Regions from separate parts of the Macaca mulatta genome. Here all the other regions are linked to region 1. A link is a contact called in public Hi-C data. All regions are on one chromosome and are shown on one strand. Each heading gives the region's core, a stretch centred on a gene start, on an enhancer-like site or on the middle of the called end of the contact. The rest is flanking DNA. Distances are from core to core; before and after follow the strand shown. Region 1 holds the start of DHRS7 (dehydrogenase/reductase 7). Region 2 holds the start of PPM1A (protein phosphatase, Mg2+/Mn2+ dependent 1A). Region 3 holds the start of PCNX4 (pecanex 4).

Evidence for each region. A called contact is a pair of places that touch in the nucleus more often than the background predicts.
Region 2: a contact with region 1 is called in a Hi-C map of CD4 T cells, with 4 times the contacts expected there. The contact joins the promoter of PPM1A here to the promoter of DHRS7 in region 1. A contact is called at or near these places in 3 of 14 Hi-C or Micro-C datasets (CD4 T cells, blood and liver).
Region 3: a contact with region 1 is called in a Hi-C map of fetal cortex germinal zone, with 2.2 times the contacts expected there. The contact joins the promoter of PCNX4 here to the promoter of DHRS7 in region 1. A contact is called at or near these places in 2 of 14 Hi-C or Micro-C datasets (fetal cortex germinal zone and fetal cortical plate).

The regions. Positions count from the first base shown.
Region 1 is chr7:133,287,149-133,292,202 of T2T-MMU8v2.0, reverse strand. It overlaps DHRS7 (dehydrogenase/reductase 7), which reads left to right and starts at 2,042. Exons shown (of 7, transcript NM_001261687.1): 1 at 2,042-2,311. The coding sequence starts at 2,179.
Region 2 is chr7:133,377,883-133,382,936 of T2T-MMU8v2.0, reverse strand. It overlaps PPM1A (protein phosphatase, Mg2+/Mn2+ dependent 1A), which reads right to left and starts at 2,353. Exons shown (of 7, transcript XM_077941090.1): 1 at 1,953-2,353.
Region 3 is chr7:133,213,134-133,218,187 of T2T-MMU8v2.0, reverse strand. It overlaps PCNX4 (pecanex 4), which reads right to left and starts at 2,063. Exons shown (of 12, transcript XR_013396288.1): 1 at 1,638-2,063.

The sequences.
Region 1 (5,054 bases), core at 793-3,292:
TGGCCATTACTAAAAGGAGGGAAGGCAGGGTACCATTCTATTACATCTGCAATTAAAAATGAAGGTTACCAGTTATAGAAAGACTTTGGGACCCCTTGGCTGTGACTTTATTCAAAGCATTTTAATAATACTCAGAGAAGACTGACATATTTAATGCTAGCAACTCTCATTTTAACATTGACTTCAGAACATCAAGGAGGTTTTAAAAAATTGAATTTTAATTTTTAATTTTTGTGGGTACATAGTAGGTCTATATATTTATGGAGTATGTGAGATACTTTGATACAGGTATACAATGTGTAATAATCACTCATGGTAAATGGGGTATCCATCCCCTCAAGCATTTATCCTTTGTGTTACAAGCAATCCAATTTTACTCTTCTGGTTATTTTAAAACATACAACTAAATTATTATTGACTATAGGCAACCCATTGTGCTATCAAATATGAGGTCTTATTCATTCTTTCTAACTATAATTGTACCCATTAACCATCTCCAGTTTCCCCCAACCCTCTCACTACTCTTCTCAGCCTCTGGTAACTATCCTTCTACTCTCTCTGAAGGAGGTTTAAATTTCAAGGAAAGGAGAATTCAACCAATGTGGGCTTATTGTTTCTCATGTCAACACTAAGCTATGTATTGCAGACTCTTCAAAATGAGCATCAGATTTGCTACTCTATTTCAAGGATTCTAAAGTTCTATTGCAACAATAATATATTAACCCTGAAAATAATTAAAAAACAATATCAAACATAGTTCAGAAGTAATTGTGGAAAGAGCTGAGATTAGGGTAGAGATGACTGTGAGTCCAGATAACTCCAAAAAGCTTTTTAGAGAAGGATGAGGGTGGGAAGGTTTATAATAGGATTAAAAAAAGAGAAGGAAGAGCTGTTTAAGGAAATTTGATTACTGCAAGTAACATTCTTCAAAACATTTGAAGAAAAACAAAAGTTTGGCACGCAAGACTGGAAAAAGAAAACAACATTGGGGAAGGAAGTCACAGCTTCTTTTATTTCCATGACTGTTTTAAAGTCATATTTAGTTTCAGCCAAGGAACAGCCTTTGACATCAGAGCATACAAGGTATTCTAGGACATAAAGAGGATGAAAGTTCTACTGCATCAACGTCCAGAACTTTCTCCATTTGGTCACAGGTCGTTCTCATACATGGCCTAGTATCTATGCACTCTAACTGGGTCCCTCTGAGGCTTGTGAATGGAAAGCCCTCTTGCTTTCAAATGCTTGAAAACAAGAAAGATGCTACTGTTAATGCCTTAAACACATGTAGGTATTTAGTGGGAAGTAATGAAATGTTTTGAAGCTCATTTCAAACGGAAATTAAGAACAGTAGTTTACTCTTTTGTGTATTAGAGTAGGCAAGACCTTGGTATTTTCATTACGTTCTCTGTTTTCATTTGCTGTTTATATTAGGATGTGAATCATGGCTTGGGTAAGGGGAGGATTTGGTACCAAGCTAGGCTTTGGTTGCCAAACAGACACTTTAGCTGAGAGTAAGTTTGTGTGTGGTCAGAACCAGGTTGTAAGGTGCCAACACAGCACATGGCTTCAGTCTTTTTTTCTCTAATTGTAAAAGGTCCTTGTCCCCATGGAGGGACCATTGCCTTGACTTGTGGGGTCTTTTGAGTGATAGCCACACTCTTCAGCACTCTCTCGACCTCATGAAAAGATACTGAAACTTGAAAAGGGAATGTTCTTTCTGAATAGGAATGGAGAAGAGGGGCCAGGCAAGAATGATTCTTTGTCTCCTGACTGTTGCTAGTTTTCCTGTACAGAGAGGAAATAATGTAGTATATAATATGTAGCTTATGTTTGAATCAGCTTTTTAAAAAATACTGGAATTTTATTTGTTTATTTTTGGTAGAGACAGGGTTTCCCAATGTTGCCCAGGCTGGTCTTGGAAACCTGAATTCAAGCAATCTGCCTGCCCCGCTGGGTGTGGCGCAAGAGGGCGCGGGCAGCCCCAGGGAGGCGAGTGCGGCCGCGAGTGCTGAGCCCGGGGCGCCCGAGCGGCTCCTCCTCCCGGCCTGCTCCCTGGGCAGAGCCGGGGCGGTGCCGCTCTGGGCTGGCCGAAAGAGTGGCGCTGCGATCCCGCAGGGCAGCGACGCGACTCTGGTGCGGGCTGTCTTCTTCCCCCGGAGCTGGGCGTGCGCGGCCGCGATGAACTGGGAGCTGCTGCTCTGGCTGCTGGCGCTGTGCGCGTTGCTCCTGCTAGTGGTGCAGCTGTTGCGCTTCCTGCGGGCTGACGGCGACCTGACGCTACTATGGGCCGAGTGGCAGGGACGACGCCCAGGTGAGGAACTGCCAAAGCCGCTCCCGACTGGGAGGCCGGGCTCGGAGCTGCCGAGGCGTGTCCGGGTCTCCGGGGGTTCCGCGGTGATCCCGGGTCCTTTGAGGGTTGCGTGGAGCTTCCGGAAGGCCTGGCTGCGCCTTACGCTGGGCTGCGGGTTGGGGAGGAGGACGCGAGGGCTGAAAAGCCCCTTTGTCTTCTGTCCTGGTCGGAAGATGGCACGGACTTGCCATTCAGGCTAGGAAACCTCTCCAGGGAGTGCCAAACTATAAGAGAGCACTGGAGTCGGCGGGGCCCCTGAGGACTCTGACATCCTACTCAGGACTCAAAGGATTCTAGTGTTGCCTCAGAGGACGATACTTTGAGAACAGTGAGCGTCCCCCTGCGTTTGTAAGGGAACCTCCTTTGTAAGTACTGAAAGCCCCGTCATTCTACTACCTGAAGTTGTCTAGCCTCCATTTCTCACTCCTGCTGTTTTGAAATAAAATCTGAGATAATCCGAAGTCACTCACCTACCTACTTATTGGGATGAAAGTTGAACACTAGAAAGAATTGAAATGGCAGTTTGCTGGAGTGAGATCATTGTTGGCATACTGCCCATCTCACTTTATCTGTGTCTTGCTTCGTATTTGACATTGTGTTTGTTTGCTATATGTAGGCTCTGTGCTCAGCGCTTTATACCCATAACCTTTAACGTTTCCAACTCTTACAAGGTAGGCATTATTAGTCTTATTTTCCAGATAGGGAAACTGATGTTCAGAGAAATTAAATGACCTACCAAAATCTAGGCTTTGGATCCTTAAGGACTTGGGGAAGTGGGGTTTCCCTAGACCAAGTTTCTGGTATAAAAATACTCAAAGCATGTTACAAAGTTTGCTTGGAAGAGATAGTAGCTCAAAAGATAGACTATGTTGTGGGGGCACTATGAGTTGGGCGTTGAGGGGGGTGATATTTATCCCAAGGTGAGAATTGGTTCTTGTGGACCAAAAAAAAAAAAAAAAAAAAAAAAAAAAAAAAAATCTGATACAGTGGTTTGTGCCCCTCCAAAGCTTAACCCCACCCGAGAAAATGTTATTCCTTAGTATTTCATTTTTCTGGTTGGGTTTTCTTGGGTATAGCCTGTGCAGCACTGACATTGAGTTCACGAAAAATACACAACATAGACGCGAGAGCAGTGCTAAGAAACTATGGCAAGTGATTGGGCTTTCTCCTTTTAAAGCCGGAATCCCAAATACTGAACAACTTCATTAACCAAGGGCTTTCTCTTGATTGATTGTTCCATCCCAGTGGGGGAATATGTGTGCCTATTGGCTGCCATTGGCTGCCTTGCAGACGTTGTTTGTGTTTGATCCTTAGTGCTTTTGTGTTCACTTGGACTTGGAGAATTAAATGAAAATAGATTATATTTTATAATTTAATCCTACAAAAAATATTCAACCTATCAAATTATGTCAAGTGCTAAAAAGGAAAATTGTTGACAACATCTGAATGAATATCTCTAAGCTACTAAAAGTTATTTTCTTATATTAAGGAAAAGTTAAAAGTTAAGATCACTGACAATTTTAAGAAATTCATTTAATATTTTCGGTTATCTTTTGCTGGAAAAGAACAGTTTGATTTTAAATTTAATTACATTGTTATTATGTAGTTATATAATTTGCAAATTTGCACATGTAGTTTGATAAATTGCTATTTATGTAAGTAAATAAGTTACATAAAAGTTATTTAGCAAAAATCTGGTGTGGAGGCATGTACCTGCAATCCCAACTACTCTGGAGGCTAAGGTGGGAGGGTCATTTGAGTCCAGGAGTTCAAGACCAGCCTGGACAGCATAGTGAGACACTGTGTCAAAAACCATAAAAATGTTTTTCAGCAAATACAGTTATAAAGTTAGGTGTTAATAACTTTTAAATTTTAATTTAACGTTTAACTTAATCTTAAAATTTAGTCATATGCTTATTAACCAAGGAGTAAGCTTTTTTTCTTTTTCTTTTTTTTTGAGACACAGTCTTGCTCTGTTGGCCAGGCTGGAGTGTAGTGGTGTGATCTTGGCTCACTGCAACCTCTGTCTCCTGAGTTCAAGTGATTCTCCTGCTTCAGCCTCCCTAGTAGCTGGGATTACAGGTACATACCACCACGTCTGGCTAAGTTTTGTATTTTTAGTAGAGCTGGGTTTTCGCCATGTTGGCCCGGCTGGTCTGAAACCCCTGACCTCAGGTGATCCACCCCATTCGGCCTCCCAAAGTGTTGGGAACACAGGCATTAGCCACCATGCCTGGCAGAAGTAAACTTTACAGAACTCCTTTTATGTATAAAGCACAGATATATGTACAGTACATAAATGATATACAGTATATCTGTGGAATTAACATTTCACAGGAGCGTTTTAGGGAAAAAAAAATGTCTAAAAAGATTCCTGGTGGAGGTAGGGAGTGAGAAAGAAGAAAAGATTAAAGGAAAATTGAAATAGACTCAGATTCCCAAAACAGCTCAGACTGGAGAGATGGGCAGACTCTATCAAGATGGAAAAAGAAAAAAAAATTATCCTTCTTGACTTCTCTGTAGGTTTATTATTTTTTGTCCCTTAAAAAAATAGCACACTTATGTAATACAAAAGTAAAAAATACAAAAAGATATATAGTAAAAAGTAAAGAGCTTTCTCTGACCCTTGTGCCCTAGCTACCTAGTATGCCTCTCTGGAGGCAGCCACCATCCTGCCTCTGCTGGATTAGTCTAGAGAAATTCT
Region 2 (5,054 bases), core at 1,104-3,603, 90 kb before region 1:
TAAGAAAATTTAAAAATGTAATAACTGGACAGTACATATGATAATCTAATCTGCCCAACTGGCTTTACTGATTTGGAAGCTGAAACTCAAAAGGTTAAAGGACTTGTCCATGGACACAGATATTTTGGAGCATAGCCATGACTAAACAATCCTTGTCTCCTACTGCACTGTTCCCTTCAACCGGTCATATACCTCAGTCCATCATGTAAAAATATACAATATGTATACAAAATACATAAAAAGATACAAACAAAAAGGAATTTGATGACTATTATTTCTCAAATATAATGGAGGTAGTTAACTTCAAACATTATCAGTCTTAATATACCTTTCCCATAATGTAATTACTTCACTGATCTAAAAATGTTTTATGATATCAAATTAAAATGTCTTAAGCAACTGCCATGTGGTGCAGGAAGTTCATTATAGTTTCAATAATGTGGTACTGCTGTAAACTTCCAGGTTAAAAGTAATCATCCTTAAATGACTGAAAGTTTAATCAGATACATGTAAGTTACACATAACAAGAACAAAACTGTAACACTTGGAAATGTTACTTTGTGCTTCAAATTATTTATTGGTAAAGAAAGCATTAAGTCAATAAAAGTAACATCTAAGAACAGAAAATCTCCTTATTTTCAATTTTCTCATTTGTAAAATAAGGAGTTACAGAAAAACAATCTTTGGAAAAGGCCCAATATGTAGCAAGATAAAAGTATAAAAGTGAAGTATTTCAAAGAGAGTTGGGGACCAAACTCTGCTAAATTCCTGAGTGCTCTGGAACCCTAAGTCTCAGCAGAGTGGTGTTTCAACAAATCCCTCCACTTTTCGGAGCGAAACACACTCAGTAAAGTGGTTGTGTTTAAAACCTCAACGTGCAAGTTTGAAAAGACTGTTTTACACAACAATGTTTAAAAATTTCTAATTTATCTCAATAATGTCAAAATCATTTCCTTTGAGAAAATGACACCTCTCTCTCACACTTTTCCAACCACTTCTTGAAACACATTCAGCTCATTATTCCAATTAGCAGGAAACTCGGGGTGAGGCGGGGGTAGCACACAGACCCCATGGCTTGGACAACTGAAGCATGACCTTTGTGGATTTATAAGTACCATGTGGTGTTTGAGGAGAGAGAAGAAAAATACCTCAGGTGATGAAATTTTCAAAACGTATCTAAAACTGCAGTTGGTAGAAGGCTCTCCACAGCCAGCTGTCTTTCAAGAAAAGGATCCAAGTTTAATTAAAATCTACAAGCAGAACAGAACCATACCTCAACCAAGCTCTAACATCAAGAAGTTTTAACCAATTTACGTAGTTAAAAGGATGAGAAATCGGAATTTACTTCAATGGATGTTTTCGATGCCTTAATAATGAATGAACTGGAGGCATCACTCACTGACTTGAGTTCTGAAGGAGCTTCTCAGCCCTGCCCCCTGTAAACCCTTAAGCAATTTCTACAGAATTAGGTTTTTCGAGGCTAAGCCCGATTCAAAAGAAATCTCCCCGCCTCCCTCCCAGGGGCCAAAGCCCAGGACAGCAGGGGCGGCGCGCCCGGGAGGGTAGGGGCGGGAGGACGCCCCCTCCCCGCTCGGGAAAAGTTCCGCAGGCCGCTCTCCGGCCAGGCTGGCCCGCGGCCCTCGCCCGCTTCGCCGCCACAAACACCCCTCCCGGCCGCGGACGGCCAGGGGGTCGCGCCCCCTCCCCGCGCCGCCGCCACAAACACCCCGCCCCCGCCTCACCGCCACCGCCCTCGCCGAGCGTTAACCCCTCGCCGCCCGCCGCCCGGCTCGGGGGAGGAGGCCGGCCAGGGGGTGGAGTTGTCGCGTCTCCTCCCGGGAGCGCCCGGGCAGACGCCCGGCTTGTTTACAGGCCCCAGGCCTGCCCGCCGCCGCCGCCGCGCAGGCCCGCACCGCCCGCCCGCCCGCCGTCGGCCCAAGCGCCGCACTTACCCGGAGCAGCCGCAGGCGGGCAGGTCCCTGGTCGGCCGAGGCGGCGGCGGCGGCAGCCGGGGAGGGGGTCACCGCGGCGGCGGCGGCGGCAGCCGGGGAGGGGGTCACCGCGGCAGCGGCGGGCCAGGTCAGGCCGGGGAGGGGGCGGAGGAGGGGAGGAGCCGGGTTGCGTCCGGGCCCCCGGCTCTCGGCGCCCTCGCGGCTCAGATCATCCGGGCGTTGGAGAGGGAGGCAGAGAGCGGGTCCCGGAGGAGGAGGAGGAAGAGCCGAGGATTCATCGCTTTCGCGCCTCACCTGTCTAGCGTCCCCCCACCCCCCCTCCCCAACCACCCGTTCCGGAGCAGCAGCCGCCTGAGGACCCGAAGCTGCGGGCCGGACCGGCGCCGAGACCACTGCTCTCTAGCTCCCGCGCGCGCTCCCGTCCCTAGCGCCGCCGCCGCCGCCGCCGCCGCCTCTAGCGCGGCCCCGCGCAGGCGCGCTCACGACCGCGTCGCCCCTCCCCCACCCTCCGCTCGCCCCGCCCCGCTGGCTCCACCGCCGCTACAGCTGCGGCGCGGCGAGCAGCTACAGAGACCCGGATGTCGTTGGGCAGGAACTGCGGCGAAGGCTGGCGGGCGGGGGAGGGGCCGCCACAGATGACGTCACTGCCCTACCCAGCCTCTTTCTCCGCTGCTGCCGCCGCCGTCGCCTTGCGGCCTGGAGCACCAGGCTGAAGCCGAAGGGAGCGGGGTCCGGATAGCAGCGAGGACTCGGGCCTTCACGTTCTGGCGTCAGGGACTGGACAGAATGTGCGACTATTCGGTGCCCAGTAGATGGACAGCCCCTCCATGCCCGGCCCTTGGCCAAGTAGGGACTTGGAAGCTACCCCTACGGCGTCCGCGCCCCGAGCCCTGGCTTTCTACCAGCCTGCAGATACAAACCCCACTCCCTGCGAAGATGGTGTACACGCAGCCCCGATCACAGACCCGGAGCTGTCCACCCTTCTTGGGCGCCGTCGCGGTCTGGCCGCTGCCCTTCGAACCCATGATGGATCCCAGGCAGCTGCCAGACCCCCCTACCCCAGAGTCCCACGCCTCCAGAGCCTTCCTCTCCCAGTGACCCCATGAAGCCCAAGCAGGTGCCACGGCCACACACCTCGCGTCCCGAAGGGCAGAGACACGCACACTACCACCGCCCACCCACGTGCGAGTGCAGCTGATTCACGCACGGGGCACATGCTCTTTCTGGCAGGTTTTCCCTCTGTAGCTCAGGGGATTCCACATTGTATTTATTTGCACATGTTAGATAATCACGTGATTCTGTCCCAGGGGACCTCCAATGACCTCCAATGAGGTAGGTGAAGGAAATAGGATTTTTCAAAATCAGGAGAATAATCAGAAACATAACAGCTGCTTCTGTTAAGAGGTAGAGATGAGCTAAAGTTAATAGAAACTGCACGTGCCGGCTGCCAAAATCCAGTTCAGCTAGCTAGAAAACCCGACCCACGCTGCTTGCAGACGCCGGGTATAGAATGACAAACCCTAGGCAGCCAATGAATCGCAGCCTAGGAGCAGTACATCACCAGCATGAGTTCCCATTGGCTGGGGTGCCCTTCCCTCTCTTGTCAGCGGCTTAACCGGTTCACAAATTTGACCTACACATTCACAGGAGAAGAAGTTATAAGAAAAGTCCGAATTTTTAAAAGATGTTCTGATGCACACACAAAACAAAGACTTCACTGTAGAAGGCAGGTTCTTCTACTGGCCAAATTGAGTTCTGGCCAGTAAAAAAGGTAAATTTATGTTGAAGGCCTCTCTGTTTTACTTGAGGAGCTTACTACAGCAATTTGCACCTTACTACTTTCTATCTCCTAAACCATTTTGTTGCCCCAACTCTTAGATCAAAAGCAAACTATTCATTCTTTCTGGCATTCAGCAAGCATTTAACTGCTTTTAAAGTTGTAAAAAGCCATCTCCAATTTTCTCAACATGACTTTGGGGAAGGTTCTGTTTCCTTTACTTGTAGACCTAGAACCTAACAACAGGATCAAATGTATAATCGCCAGTCACTGGCAAACCAAATCGTCAAGGAACGCAAAAATTACTTAATATCTTTGGGGTTAGAATTTCTTAGAAGATGAACATGGATCATTTCCAGATATACAAAATAAAAATAAAATTCACTATGCATTTGGTCTCAGTATCATCTGAGGATACATTTCCTAATTCTCCACATACCTCCCCACCCCCCCAAAAAAAGAAATTAGATCAAAGATCTTTGAAACGCTACCTTTTTGGAATCCTTAGTAGTCCAGACAAGTAACAGCATGAGTAGCGTGCTGGTGGACTCATTAACATTCTGAACTAGAAAAGCTCATGTGGCAACCATTTGGAGCGCTCTTAAAAGACAAATTTTCTTATTCGTAAGCAGAAGTTGGGTCACTAGTGAGAATAGTGGACAGTAGAAAACTTGAAAAGCCTGCCTATCTTTCTGCTTCCTTCCTTTAGGCTTCCACACCTTTCTTCTCTCTGTTCTGCACTTGGAGAATCTGGGTCAATTGTAGCAGAAGAGGGAGAGAAATAGAAAATATGAACGGAAAGAGGTTTGCAAGGAGTCTACACAGTGTACAGTCTGCCGATGAAGCGGCACCTTCCTACTACTTTTTATTTCTGAATACAGCTTGCTGGGACATTTTGGTATGAACTGGGAAGCTCATGGGTAATAAGATTAACATTTTAAAATTCAAAACAAAGATATGAATATTGTCTGATTACCTATGTTTAATATCATCATATCCCCTTTTATTAAACCTTCTGCTAAGGTGGGGGGACTAATAGAAGGGAAAAAGAACATTGAAAAAACAGGATTGAAAGTTATCTTCTGAACTGTAAGACTTTGCCAGGCCTCCTACACATATTTGGGAAGTTCATAGTAAGATTTTAGTGGGAATATATTGCCACGATGATAACATTTTAGTAATTTTTATAGGTATATTATAAAATTATCTTGCTCTGCTTTGGAAATCTGTTTATATTTCAATTAACAAAGAAAAATATTATCTACAAGACTGGCTTTAAAGTCCTGAATTTAGCGTGTGTTGATAGCCTAGTAATTGGAAGGCTT
Region 3 (5,054 bases), core at 814-3,313, 74 kb after region 1:
TAACGAGAAGTCAAATAATCCAATCTTTAAAAAATGAGCAAAGGATCTGAATAGACATTTAACCAAAGATGATATACAAGCGGTTAATAAGCACAGAAAATATAAAATGATGCTCAACATCATTACTCATTAGAAAAACACAAGTTGAAACCATAATTAGGTACCATTTCAAATCCTCTTGACTGGCTACAATAAAAATGGCAGACAATAATAAGTATTGATGAGACTGTGGAGAAATCAGAACCCTCAAACATATCTGGCGGTTATGTAAAATGATACAGCTCCTTTGGAAAACAGTCTGGCAGTTCCTCAAAAGGCTAGAGTTACCATATAACCCAGTAATTCTACTCTCAGGTATACACCCAACAGAAATAAAAACATGTATGTATACACAAAAATCTGTACACAAAACATTCATAGAAGAAATATTACTAACAGCCAAAAAAATGAAAACGACCCAAATGTTCATCAATGAATGGATAAAATGTGATATATCCACACAATGGAATTAGGCTATAAAAAGGAATGACGTACTCATACATTCTACAACATGGCTGAACCTTGAAAACACACTAAGTGAAAGCCCGTTACAAAAGGCCACATATTGTATTATCCTATCTTTGTGAAATGTCCAAAATAAGCAAATTTATGGGGACGGAAAATAGATTAGTAATTGCTTATGGCTGGTGGGGTAAGGTTAATGGGGGAGGTGGTGACTGCTGAGGGTAAAGAGTTTCTTTTTGGGGTGATGCAAATGTTCTAAACTTGACTGTGGTAAGGGTTGCACAATTCTGTAAATGGGTGAACTCTACTGAATGTAAATTACATCTCAATAAAGCTCTTAAAAAGGAAAAAGAAAAGGTTCCCCGATTGGTATTTTCCACAGCAGTTAATAATTAGAAGGCAGCTCTTTAGGAAATTTAGGAGTAGCCAACAGATGCTCCAAACAGTTAAATTTGTAAAAAGGCAACATCTGAACTGGATGCTATGCTAAAGGTTTGGGGATCTGGCGTGAGTGGCGGTGGATACCAAATAACATGAAGGACAGTCTTTGCCCTAACTGCAGGAATGATTTAATGAAGAAAACAAACACCTAAAAATAGTAAAAAATGAGTAAGTGAAAAATGATGGATACGAAGCAGATAACCAATGCAGCGGCATGAAAAACAACTTTCGATTCACTGGAGTAAATTCTGGTCCTGGACAGACAGGAGGTTGTGGGGACAGAGATCGAGATCAGTGGGGGAAGGAGCGCTTCACGTTCAGGGGCCCATGAGTTGAACAATTCGGACAAAAGAGGTTTAGCTGGAGATAAGGCGTGAGAGTACAGTTCTATCTAAGGGACACAGCTCCGGGTGTGCCATTTTCCATTTCGTACGAGTCTCTTAGAAACAAAATGCTACAAATTCAACAGACTAAAGTAGTCTTTCAAAGTAAAGTTAAAATCACACTGAATTACTATCTCTAATGACTGAGTTCATTAAGCGCAATAATTGCACTTACAGGTTTTGAAACTAAAAAGGAAAAATGTGTTTCTTGTGGCAATGAATACTCCAAGAACAACTTGGCTCTCCGCACAGGCTTGGACATTAAAGCGCCGAAGAAGTCCCAAGGTGGACATCGGACAACGAACGTACCTCAAGTCAACCGAGGGAAGCGAAGACGCGAAGGCATCCCGGGGACTGCATTTTTGCAGGTAAACCCGGGCTAGGCGCTCCCGCCGGGAGGTTGGCTATTGCCCGAATGCGGAGGCAGAAAAGCTGCGGCGTCCCAACAACAAGCTCACCGTGGCCCCGCCCGGGCCAGCTCTCGGTTTCCATGGCTAACGTCAACTCCGGCGACCGCCACCCGGAGCTGAACAGAGCGCGTGCGCGCTCAGGACCTGGCCGGCGCCCGGCTGGCCTCGCTGCCCCGGTCTATGCTCGCTCCGGGGGCGGGCCCTGCCGTACAGCAGGCTTGGCCTAAAGGAAGCAGGGAAATAGCGCGCTTCGTTCGCGCCAAGCTTAGGCCAACATTTGCCTGGCCAGGGACGACGTGAGTCGCTCATGCTCTGGTCTGGCACTGGGCCTAGGAGAAGCACCAGCGGCGAGAGCGGGGACGCCCTGAACTTTCCACTGGGCCGGGCCTTTACGCAGGAGTGTCGTTGCCCTGGTGACGTGACGTCCTTCCTCAGGATTGTGCGCCGGGGTCGGAGAACAGAAGTGCAACCGCCATTTTGCGCATCAATTCCCCAGAGGTTGGGTCAGGTTGTCTTAACGCAAGCAGAGGGGTGTGGCAGGGCTCCAACCGCTCGGGGTCCCGCGACTTCCATTAATGAATTCGCACACTGGCCCTCACCACTCAACACACCGACGGTAATGAATGTTTTTTGAGTGATACTACATGCAACCTATTCGGCTTGGACGATTGGGGGACTGCATATACGTGATCGCTATCGCTTCAGTTTGTGGCCGCGTCTTAAAATACAAGGAACCAACATGTCCATCATAGAAACGTGTTATTAAGATATTAGTAAAACAAGGCAGAGTTCCGGCGTTCCAATTAAAAGGCCGTGGCTGATTCTTATTAGTGTGGCGGGAATCTTTACAGCCTGGCCGCAGAGACCCCAATTAAGGCTAGTTAAAAAGTTATCCCTATATCCAGGGCTCACCTCCCCCATTCTCCACGAAATATGAGCCCCCTCCCCCCCACCAAGTTCTGGAAACGTTCCAGATTGCCAATTGGGAGTCCTCAACACGGCCCCGGAGAGCATTAACAATAATTGGTCTCAGCTGATTTAGAGGCTCGTGTAAGGGAACTTTGAAGCTAACTTGTCGGTATCAAGGTACCCGCAACTCCCCCATGTGATTGGTTAGATACTGTAGCAAGTTCTGCACACTTCAGAGTCCAAGATGACTTGTGGACTGTGTTGTTTGGATCCCCATTCCTCAAAACTATAAACGAGGCCTTAATTTTTTTTTTTTTTTTTTTAGTTCTTGGCTCTTGGCTATCCTGGAAATGATGACTTTGTATTTAAGTATTTAGGTTTTCAGTTCATAATAGAAAAATAATTACTGTGTGAATATTAAAAGAAAGCCAAAGTTGTATTTATTTATTTATTTTTAAGATATTCTGTTCAGAGGAAAAGTGTAGTTTGTTGAAAGCGTGTGGAAGAAAACCCGGGATATACATATACTTGTCTTCAAGGACTTAATTTGCAGGTAGACCCTTTCGTAGTTTGGTGTCTTCACGATTTGATAGAATATGGGAAAATGTGCTGTTGGTCCATCCTAAGTTTTTCTCATTGAAGCTCACTTATTGCGGGTCAGAGTACCACATTAAGCATCTTGGAAGCACCAGTTACCGCTAAGAAGTCTGTTTCATATGGTTAAGAGTAGAGGCTCCAGAGTCAGGAACTCTGGGTTGAAACCCTGGCACCACTGCTCACTACTTGTGTGATCTTGAGGTTATGTAATTTCTCTAGTGCTCGGTTTCCGCATATCTTGTAAAATAAGGCAAACAATAGAACTTAACCCACAGAGAGTTATGTCATTGGATTAAATCAAATAATTGTAAATTGCTTAGCAGAGTAAATGGCACAGCATAAATGCTTAGTAAGGATGAGCTATTATCTTTATGTAGAGGGTGTATTTATGCTTGTTCTTCTCATGGCCTTTACGTATGACCCAATCAGAATTAACATGTTTATTGTTGAAATATCTGCTGTTTTTCAAATATATTTGAACATCACACTTTCTTAGAATAAAATTAGTAGAGCATATGGTACAAGCCCTTTGGTTAGCTGTGTATAAAATATTCATTCAGCATTTATTGAAATAGTGAAGGGAATAGTGGTTCCTATTTGTCAGGAACTACACTAATTGCTGTAGAAAGTCAAATAAAACATGATCCTTAAGGAATTTATCAAAAGGTAACTTGGACATCAAGGATATAACTTGAACAACAGGACATCAGTAATTACAGTGTGTGTGATAAACAGGTATGCGCTGAAGTTCAGAAACAAAGTGGGACACATAATTCTGGGGAAATTAAGGATAGTTGCAATCCGGTTTTAAAGGGTGAGTAGACAGCTGGGCCAGGTGTGGTGGCTCATGCCTGCAATCCTAGCACTTTGGGAGGCTGAGGTAGGAGGATCGCTTGAGCCTAGGAGTTCGAGGCCAGCCTGGGCAACATGATGAAACCCTGTCTCTACAAAAGATACAAAAAATTAGCTGGATGTGGTTGTGTGCGCCTGTGGTCCCAGCTACTCTGAGGCTGAGGTAAGAGGTTGTTGCAGTGAGCCGAAATCACCCCACTGCACTCCAATCTGGACAACAGAGTGAGATCTTGTCTCAAAAAAAAAACAAGAAAAGAAAAAAAGAGTTAGCTGGGAGAAGAGATATTCCAGGTAGAGGAACATTTATTCTTTAATTCATTTAACACATTTAGAGCATACATAGAATCAGTACTTTGTGTACCTCGTTTAATCTTAACCTCATGAGGTAGCTTATTATTATTTCAAATGTAAGGAATCTGAGCTTGAGAAAAGTAAAATAAGTGATGACATCTGGAGTTGAGTCCATATCTGTATGTCTTCAGAGTTCATATATTTTTCCTGCCCTGCGATTCACATAAAATGAAACAAATTGTGAAAAATCTGGAACTGCTGCTTCAGCCAGAGAAGATGTTTAGTCAGGCATTATCATGACATACATGTTATTGTGTAATGGTAATGCCCGTTTTCAGTTCATACCCAAGTTACTTCTCTTGCTAAAAAATAAAACAAAAACAAAACCCACCCCATAAACCCTCACTCTGCCCTGTTCCCAGAGACCACTGGCCAGAAGTCTCTGAAAATAATCAGAGCTGCAGCACTAAGTATGGGCTAAAGGGGAGGCAAAATCAGGCCCACAGTTCCGGGTGTCTTTAAAGAAGCACAGGAGGAATAATAGCTTTGGGAAGAAAGATAATGAATCTACTTTGAGACCTGTGTGTAAGGGATTGATGGGATATGCAGGTGCCTATGACCAGTTGGAAATACAGAATAGGACCTATATTACATATTGACCTTGGGA